Linked DNA regions of Sus scrofa: regions 2 and 3 are each linked to region 1. Evidence: chromatin contacts called from public HiChIP or PLAC-seq data. All regions are on one chromosome and are shown on one strand. The core of a region is the stretch at or near the end of the contact, and the rest is flanking DNA. Distances in the headings are between cores, read along the strand shown. Region 1 holds the start of RPL32 (ribosomal protein L32). Region 2 holds the start of PLXND1 (plexin-D1). Region 3 holds the start of RAF1 (RAF proto-oncogene serine/threonine-protein kinase).

Region 1 (2,936 bases), core at 283-2,782:
CTAAACAGACAACTGTTCTCTGTCATTTAAACTTCAATTTACACATCAAAAGACTGGTGCCAGTAAGGCATCTTCAGGGACTCTAGGGATGCTACAGAGCTTTGCCACCAGACACAGACCAGCTCATCTACCAAAAACCATCTTCTGAGGTGGGGATCCCAGAAACCCAACAGCCTTTCTTCACCCCGACACTCCCATCCCTGGCCATATACCTTAATTTTGACATATCGGTCTGACTGGTGCCGGATGAACTTCTTGGTCCTCTTTTTGACGATCTTGGGCTTCACAAGGGGTCTGAGAGCAGCCATGATGCCTAGAGAAAGAGGCAAAAGACCAGTCAACAAGTCTCAGAAGGAGGCTTTCCTGCAGGGGCTTGAACACTGTTGCAGAGTGTCTTCCAATCACCAGCTACCAAGCAAGCTAGGAATGGAATGGGTACCTCTGCCAGGCTTGCTGTCCCTCCCGACTCCGAAGCTGGCAGAATACTAGCCATTCTCCAGATGCGATCCTGGGAGGTAAGGGGTCACCTCACCCACTCAAAAGCTAAGAAATAATGCCTAAAACCAACAGCAAAGGGTAAATCTGTAGAGAAGCAGTAAGTCCCATTCGAGTCTCAACTGCAGGCCAGGGGCAATCCACATGACCCCAAATCTATTTCCTCACTGTAAGATGCAGATATTGCACATTCAACACTTGCAGTGCCGGGACCAAGAAACCTGTAATTACCCTAGGAGGCTGCTAACACTCAAAGGACACCCCAAAACTGTGAGGTTCTTCTAAAGTGCCTGGAGGCCTTGGAACACACCTGGTCATCACCTTAAAATGTCACCTTCCTCAAGGCCTTCCCGCTACCCTATTTTTACTACTGTAGCACACTTTCTCTCTGTTCACGTTCATCAATATCTTTGCCCAGCACAGAGCTGGGACTCAATTTGTCCAGAAAACGAACGACCTCCTGCCCCCAATGGTCTCCTCAAAAGACAAAACGCAGTCCAACATTCCCAGACATCCCGACCCGACACCAAAATTTCGGTTAACTGAACAAGTCGACTCGCAGTCGCGTTTTGTTTTGCTTTTGCTGATCCCCCCCACCGCAGCAACCCCAAGGCCAGAAACTGGAGAGAAGCGAGCGCCGAGATGAGGATTCAGACAAACACAGGTAGGCAGACATCGCTGAGGGGGCGAGGCGATAACTTGAGCTCAGAGCCGTTAGGCCTGAATCACTCATCGCTCCGCGACCCCCAGGAACTCCTTAGCGCGCGGCGTCCCCAGTGCTCATACAAGCTGTTCGTAACTGACCCCAGGTGGCCTCCGTAGGAGGCAAGGGAGCCCTGCGAAGGGAGCCGCCATCACCGCCAGGCCGCTTCGCTCTGTTCTTTGTACGCGCTCCAACCGACCGACAAGGACAATGCCCACCCAGACGACCGCTCGGAAGGTTAGGCCTCCTTAACAGGGCACGATGGAGCCAGATGGACACCACAGAAATGCGGATGGCCAACGATTAACACTCACCAGGCGGGCGATGGCTGCCACCTCCGTAAGGCAGCGCCGAGGAAGAGAGGGAAGGGTGCGCGCGGGGGCTGATGGGACTTCACCTCTGGGTCCCGGCAGGGAAAAGAGGAGCACTTCCGGCTATTGGTCTTTCAAAGAAACTAAAGACACGTCAGAGGAATAATTCTGAAAAAACGTCGAGAGCCACCTGTGTTTTCCTAGACATTAATATCTAGGAGTATCTCTGAAAATTTTCGTGCCTGCTGATGGGACAACGTAAAAATTTGGAATTCTTTTTGAGCTTCTAAGACCTGGCGAGGAGGAGCCACTTCCGCCAGGAACTGAAGCCGCCCTCCGCAGGATTATCCAGTTTTTAGATTATTTCCGCCCACGTTTTTTCTTTCGACGTGCGCCTCTTAGTGGCCTGGAGGGAATAAAACAGTGACTGCGGAATTCCCCCACGTGAATTTAAAGAGCAAATAGACTGTGTAACAGCTCTCATTCAATGGGCTTCTCACAGTTCTGTGAAGGTAGTTCTATCAATTTCCCCATTTTACAAGTGTAGAGAGTGAAGTTTGGAGTTTTTACTCCAAAAACCACACTTCTGACCATAAGGCTAAACTGTCTAGTTTTTAATTGTTGTTCTTGGCTTGCTTCGTTTTAGCTTTTGTTTTTAAGATTGCTGTGAAAATCAAATTTCAGAGAAAAGAAGCCCCTTGATTCCACAATCCGAACATGATAGGGTTATCATGTCATCAGTGACCTGAGGTAGAGAAGTTCCAGGCCAGCTGGAGACCAAAGCTGAAGGGGATTGTGTTGTCGACTGAGTGATGGGTGAGAAGGGAAGGGAGTGAGTGTTGACAACTCCTCCCTGACATTTTGACTGTGGAGGGGAGTGTGAGGAGACCCAGAAAAGTGAACCGTGAAATGTGAAGTGAAGGTCTGGTCCAAGGTCACACAGCTCACCACCTGGGGAATCCTGCTGGTCCTGGGGGCTGAAGGAGTCAGCTGGGGTTCCAGGCAGGAAGGCACTGTGCTAACAGCAGCCCACATGGTGTGTGCCATGAAGGAGAAGGTCTTGACAGGGTCAGGTGAGTGAAGCGGGTGACCAGTCATGAACAATTGGGCATTCTTGCAGTTGTGAAGGCCTAAGAAATTTAGAAGAATGACCCAAATGGCTTAGACCTTGCAGGATGAGAGACTTGCTGCTACTTATTTGAGGGGGGCACAGGGGCACCACACTGCCTGCTGCTTCCCAGTAGGCACCGAGACCCAAGATAAGAGGCTCAGGACCTCAGCTTTCCAACACCCCTCTGGCCACAGCTCCTAAGCAAGAAGTCACATCAGCTGGATCACAGCAACTCCATCCTGCTTTATTTCAAAAGAACAAAGGTCAGGAGAGGGAAATAACAACCACAACTTTCCCTGGACTCATCTGCCCTCTG
Region 2 (2,936 bases), core at 299-2,798, 200 kb after region 1:
GAGTATACCTGGGTCCCCGCAAATGCATTTGTGGCCCAGAGTACACACTCGGGTCCCCGTACACGCATATCTGGGTTGCATCACGGTCACACCTTGCCCAGTTACACAACTTGCCCAGTTACTGTACGCTCTCCCTCGATGGTCCCTCGCACCCTCGCACCCCGGCGGCCCGGGCGTACCTGGATGTTGAGCTTGCGCTCACAGGCTGGCCCGGTGCCCTGCACCACGCTGTCGAGCACCGCCACCACGTCGGGTGCGGGGTCCACGAAGCAGGCGTTGCGTGCGGCGCGGATTGCGGCTTGCACGTCGGCGAAGCGGAAGGCACAGAGCGCCGCAGGAGCTGTACGGGCCGCCAGGGCTCCCTGCGGCCGCTCGAAGACCGCAAAGAGCCTCTCTCGCGCGGGAAAGACCGATACCAGGCGGCTGTAGAGATCGCCGCGGCCCGCGCCGCCCGCGCACTGCAAGCCTAGCTGGATGTAGGACTCAGTGAGCTTCTTGGCGTCGCCGCCGGCGCCGCGGGGCAGGCAGATGCGCGCCAGCAGGCTCCGCGCCTGGCTCTCCTTGTCGCCCGCGCGCGCCTCGCTGTTGAGCGCCAGATACGCGTAGGTCTGGGCTCCCGGCTGCGGGTCCGGAGGATGCAGGAAGGCGCGCACGAAGCCCAGCTTGTGCTGCTCCTTGGCGCTCTGCTTGATCTTGAGAATGTTGTCGTCGGAGGGATTGAGGTCGAAAGTGAAGAGCTTGGCTAGGTCGCCGCGCGCATCCAGGGAGCGGATGGAGATTTCGGGCGTGTTCTCGAAGCGGTGGTCCTCCAGGCTGGAGTTGCGCGGGAAGAAGGCGCTGCCGTAGCCCGTGTACGTGGCGCCCACGAGCAGGCGACTGCCCCCGGTGCCGGCGGCCGGCGGCAGGACCAGCCCCACGGTGGACGCGTTTGGGTGGTTGGCCGCCACGTTCAGCATGCTGGGGAACACCGTGACGGGCTGGGCGGGCGGCGCGGCGGGCGGGAAGTGCACCGCCACCGCCGAGATGTTGCCCCGCCGCCGCAGCTGGCAGAAGCCCTGGTAGATGGAACCGCACACGACCACCAGGCCCTGGCCCGGGTCCAGCTGCAGGATTTTGTTGTAGTTGTCAGTGAGGCGCCGCGGGTGCTCGCACGAGGCCTGAGGCAGCTGCGGGGCGTGACACAACGGGCTGTCCGCCACTGGGCCCACGGCCGCCTCGGCCTCCAGGCTCAGGTTAGCGCCCGACAGCTGGTAGAGGCGGTTGACGGCCGCCAGGTACACCGTCCCCGCCGCGCCGTCCAGGGCGAAGTTGTTGGTGGGCGTGGGCGAGGGGAACCGGCGCTGGATCTCCAGAGCGTCGATCCGCGCCGCCCCCAGGAACAGCAGAAGCAGAAGCGGACACGACGGGGCCGGGAATGGCGGGCGCCGCGGCAGGGGGCTGGCCGCGGCGGCCCGGGCGCTAAGGGGTGCGCCGCCCGCGGCGCGACGAGCCATCCGGGCGTGCGCGGGCTGCGCGGCGCGGCGAGTGCATGGGGCGCGGCGCGGCCGGGAGCCGGGAGTCCGGAGGCGGCAGGAGGCGGGGGGCGGGCCCGGGCCGCGAGGCGCTTCCTGCCCGCGCCAGCCGCCCCCGGCCCCGGCGCCCCGGCCGGGCTCAGCAGCTCAGCGCAACCCGGGGGCGGGACGGGGGCGGCTCCGCTGCGGACACGCCCTCGCGCCCCGCCCCCGCCGCGCCCCGCCCGGCCGCGCCCCGCCTCCTGGGCCCCCTCCCGCCCGGGGCCCACCTCCCCTGGCGTCCCGGGCCTCAGCCCCCGGCTGCCACCCTGCCCTCCGGCTGCCGGGCCCCCGCTCGGCTGTCGGTGTGTCCCGCCGCCCCGTGCCCTCCAGGACCTTCCCGCGCGGCGACCGCGGCCCAGGGCTCCCTTCCCGGTGCTGCCTCCGCCTCCGTCGCTGGTTGCTTTAGTTCCTTCTCCCTCTTGGCTGTTTGGCCTGTCTCTCGGGCTTGTTTTATTTTTTCCTTCCTTTTTTCTGCCGTCTCTGTCTCTCTTCCCTTCTCGATGTCTGTCTCTCAGTGTCTCCCTGTCTCTGTGCTCCCCCTCCACCCCCACCCCCCCGACTCCTTGCGTGTTGTCGCTCCTTGTCTCAGTCTCTGCTTGTCTTTCGCTCTCCGTGTTACGTCGCCCCCACCCCCACTTTCTCCCCTGTATCCTCTCTCCCTTCTCTCCGTTTTTCTGTGCCTGGTTCTCCTCCCACCTCCCCTACCCCGGTCCCCTCGGCCAGTCTCTGTCTCCCTCCCTCTCTTTCTCTCCATCCCTCTACCCGCTCTGTCCACCCTCCTCTCTGGCGCCCTCCCCCTCTCTCTCCTCACTCTCCACTCCCTTTCACAGGCACCCCCAGGGGCAGCTGGGGAGGGGGCACCACCCCATTCAATCCCATGATCTGTCCTTCAAACCCCAGCCCCAAAAGAGGTTGGACAGGTGACAGGGACAAAGGGACCAGAGCTCCAGGGTCAGACATGAAACAGGGAACGTGGAGAGGAACTGTTTCAGGCCTGTGCCAACCGGGGGGCCACCCAGAGTAAGATGTCAGTCCTGGAGGATGATGGCCCTAGGACGCCCACAGTTGCCTCCTCTGGAGACCAAGCTGCCCTCCCACTCACTTTATTTGGGACTCTGGAAGGATCTAAAATCCTCCCAGATTTAGTGGAAGATCAGCCACAGGTGAGCTGGCACTGGGCCTACTTCTCCTTTCACCTGGGAGGAGCAGGTGAGCACTTGGGGCCCAGGCAGGCAGTGATGACTACAGGGCCATAGAGCCTGCATCAGGAGTATGCATGGCCTTGGCCACAGTGGGTGCCAAGGTGCAGTTCGCCCCCTGCCAGGCACTCTGCCAAGCCCTTCACCCACACAGCCACCTTCTGAGGCTGGTACTATTATAGTC
Region 3 (2,936 bases), core at 202-2,701, 140 kb before region 1:
CAAAAATCCCCTCCAGTGTACAAGCTTCCTCAACTCCCCCAGGCAAAACTAGATCCAAATTCCCACGGCACTTGGTAAGTCCATCCTAATCACAGCGCATTGTTTTCACGCCTTGCGAGCAAACAGAGGGCGGACTCCCTCCACTCAGCCCAAAGAGAACAAGGCATGCAGAAATACTCAATGAACGTGCGCTGAATCCACTCCCTCCCGAGACTGGCTGATCCTCTAGAAACCGGTCACATCTCAAGGAGACACAGGAGATCCTATCTTTCTTCGCACCAGAGAAAAAATACCAGAGGGCACACCCAGAGCCCTTGGAAGAGAACAATGAATGAACACCGCTGCCTCACCTCTCCTGAGGTCCAAACGCCTCTCGGCATCGACTAGCTCTGCAGAGCCTCTGCAGCTGCAGAACTGAAGCGTCCAGGCGCTTCTAACTTCATACAAAAGACAGCCCTAGATCTTCATTCCAAAGCCTCCCGGGGCCAACCGTCAGTCTAAGCATCCCAAACCTCTCATTAGTAACCCGCAGAGTCCTGAAACCCAACCGGAGGCCCCTAGGTCTTTGTGGTGGGGCGCTGACCTATTTCCTCCTCTCCTCCCCGACTGCTCCCATTTTCCCCGAAAAGGGTTGTCACTTGAGTGACGGACGCTGAGAGAAGATGCAAGCCTGGGTCCCCCACTCCGCGGCAAGAAATGAAATGAGCCCAACTGAGTGACACACAGACCCGAGGCAGCTCTGGGCAGATTTTCCCGTGGTCAAAATACAAGGAATGTGCACCGGGTACAGGGGTGGCACTGGCATGTTTCCCCGAAACACAAGGAAACCTGAGTGGGGCTGTGGGAACTCGGCTCGCCGGCCATGACACCGGGCCCCGGGGCCCCCGCCCGCCCAGAACCAGCCGGGGTGACAGGGGCCTGGCCCGGGCCCTCCACCCCGCAGCCGCGGGGCCGCCCCGTCAGCGCCGCGCAGGCCGGGCCGCCGGGGAACTCGGCCCCCTCAAACAGGCCGCCCGGCATCCCCGGCATTCAGGACCCGGCCCTACCGCCTACCTGAGGGAGCCGGGCCGCCTCCTTGTCCAGCCGTCCGGCGGCAGCGGTGGCGGCTGGTCCGCTCCTCCTCCCCGCGGTGGGTGAGGGAGCGGGAGGCGGTCACATTCGGCGCGTCCCCAGCCCAGGGGACGGGACCCCAGGCAGCCCCCGCATCGTTGCACAAGCGCTCCGCGCCTCAGGGCACACGCCCCAAAGCCCGGCCAGCTGGCCCTCTTTGGGGCCCAAGAAGAGCGGCAGAAAGCCTTCGCGTCTCACGCTCGTTCTCGTCCTACTCCCGCCATCTAAGATGGCGGCCCCAGCGCCCGCGATGAAGAGACTCTCGGGCGGCCCCGGCTAGCGAGCCCTCCACTCGGTGCTCCTCCCCTCGACCTGCGGCGCCAGCAGTTCTCTGCTTCTGCGCGAGCTCGCTCGGCAGGCGACTTCAATTTGGCTCTGGCATCCACCGCTCTGGCCTGAACTTGGGCCCCGCCTTTCAGGGGGCGTGGCCGCTTAACCGCGCTCGTCGCCATTTCCTCGCCGTCAGAGCTGTAGGTCGGGTGTCGTCTGGTCCCCGGAGAGGCAATTGGGAGGGGCTGGAGTTTAGCTGCCCCGAAGAAGTTTAAGGCCTAGAGGAGGCCAGCCTGCCGGCATCACAGAGTCCAGAGATAACCAGACGTGCTTGAGAACTCGAAGCATAGAGGACGGTGTCTAGCTTTGGCGCGTCCTCCCTGGAGCCCTACACATCTGTTGTCAAATCGCGACTCCGCCGCCTACCCGTCATGTGGGAAAGTCCCTAAACTTTTCTGCGTCTCAATTTCCTCATCTGTAAATTGGGGGTCCTTTTTCCTCCATCAGACTGGCAAAAAGTTAAAAAGAGTGATGATATCTAGCCTGGTCCAAGATGCGTGAAAACGTGCTATGTACCTTCATTCTGCCCTGGAGGGAATGGATATCCGGAGCGCAATTTGGGTTATCTCTGGATATCTTAATGCGTATACACAGCAAGTGCACTTATAGCACTAATTCTAGAAAAATACGCGTAGCACAAAAAGGCATGTGCTAAGATGTTTTTGCCATGTTGTTCTGAGTTAAAGATAACAGTAGGGAAAATGAAATAGGAAACAGGTTAAAGTCTGCTCCCTCCACGGTACAGGCTATCCCTCTGATAAAGATGTCTATATCCATGTACTAATTTTTTTTTTAATCCAAGACTTTAAATTTTACAAAGAACATGTACAGAATGATTTTATTTATTCAAATACAGGCATACAAAACTACCCAGTACCATGTACAATGCTTCTTTCATTTAAATCTTTATTGAGTGCCTATTGTGTACCACACATTGTCCTGGGTATTGGGAAGTCAGCAATAATCAAAAGCTCTGTCTTCTAGTGATGATGAGAAACCAAAAGAAAATGTAAATAATAAATTCGGGTGATCATATGTACAGTATAAAGGAAAATGAAGATGAAGTAAGAAGAGATAATGGCAGGTGTATGTGGGCCAACATAAATATATATAAATACCAGTAAATACATATATGTATATGTAAATACACAAATATATATATATAAGTAAATGCACAGAAAAGACTGGAAGGTACTGAATACAGAAGGACCATGAGGGATTTTTTTTTTTTAAACTAGGAATAATAACGGTGATATCTACCTGACAGGATTAAATGAGATAAAACATGGAAAGTACTTCCCACAGCGCCTGGGGGTTGAGGCTGAAAGCCAAGGTTCAAATTTGGACTCTTCCACTTCCTCATCTGTGATTTGGACAAGTCACTTAAACCTCAGTTTCTCAGTTTCCTCATCTAATGAAAAATTGCTATTACCCACTTCTTAGAATTGTAAGGATTTAGTGAGTTCAAGATGTAAAGCACTTGGAACAGTGCCCGG

The links. HiChIP or PLAC-seq counts read pairs in DNA pulled down with a chosen protein or histone mark.
Region 2: an H3K27ac HiChIP or PLAC-seq map of alveolar macrophages shows a contact between it and region 1. The contact joins the promoter of PLXND1 here to the promoter of RPL32 in region 1. A contact is called at or near these places in 1 of 47 Hi-C or Micro-C datasets (embryonic fibroblasts) and 1 of 2 datasets of contacts at active chromatin or transcription factors (alveolar macrophages).
Region 3: a contact with region 1 is called in an H3K27ac HiChIP or PLAC-seq map of alveolar macrophages. The contact joins the promoter of RAF1 here to the promoter of RPL32 in region 1. A contact is called at or near these places in 1 of 5 promoter capture datasets (liver) and 1 of 2 datasets of contacts at active chromatin or transcription factors (alveolar macrophages).

Annotation. Positions count from the first base shown.
Region 1 is chr13:68,791,646-68,794,581 of Sscrofa11.1, forward strand. RPL32 (ribosomal protein L32) reads right to left here and starts at 1,533. Exons shown (of 5, transcript NM_001001636.1): 1 at 1,513-1,533; 2 at 213-313. The coding sequence starts at 308. EFCAB12 (EF-hand calcium binding domain 12) reads right to left here. Exons shown (of 9, transcript NM_001243853.1): 9 at 2,844-2,936.
Region 2 is chr13:68,995,077-68,998,012 of Sscrofa11.1, forward strand. It overlaps PLXND1 (plexin-D1), which reads right to left and starts at 1,549. Exons shown (of 35, transcript XM_021069364.1): 1 at 180-1,549. The coding sequence starts at 1,493.
Region 3 is chr13:68,656,459-68,659,394 of Sscrofa11.1, forward strand. It overlaps RAF1 (RAF proto-oncogene serine/threonine-protein kinase), which reads right to left and starts at 1,452. Exons shown (of 17, transcript XM_021069350.1): 1 at 1,054-1,452.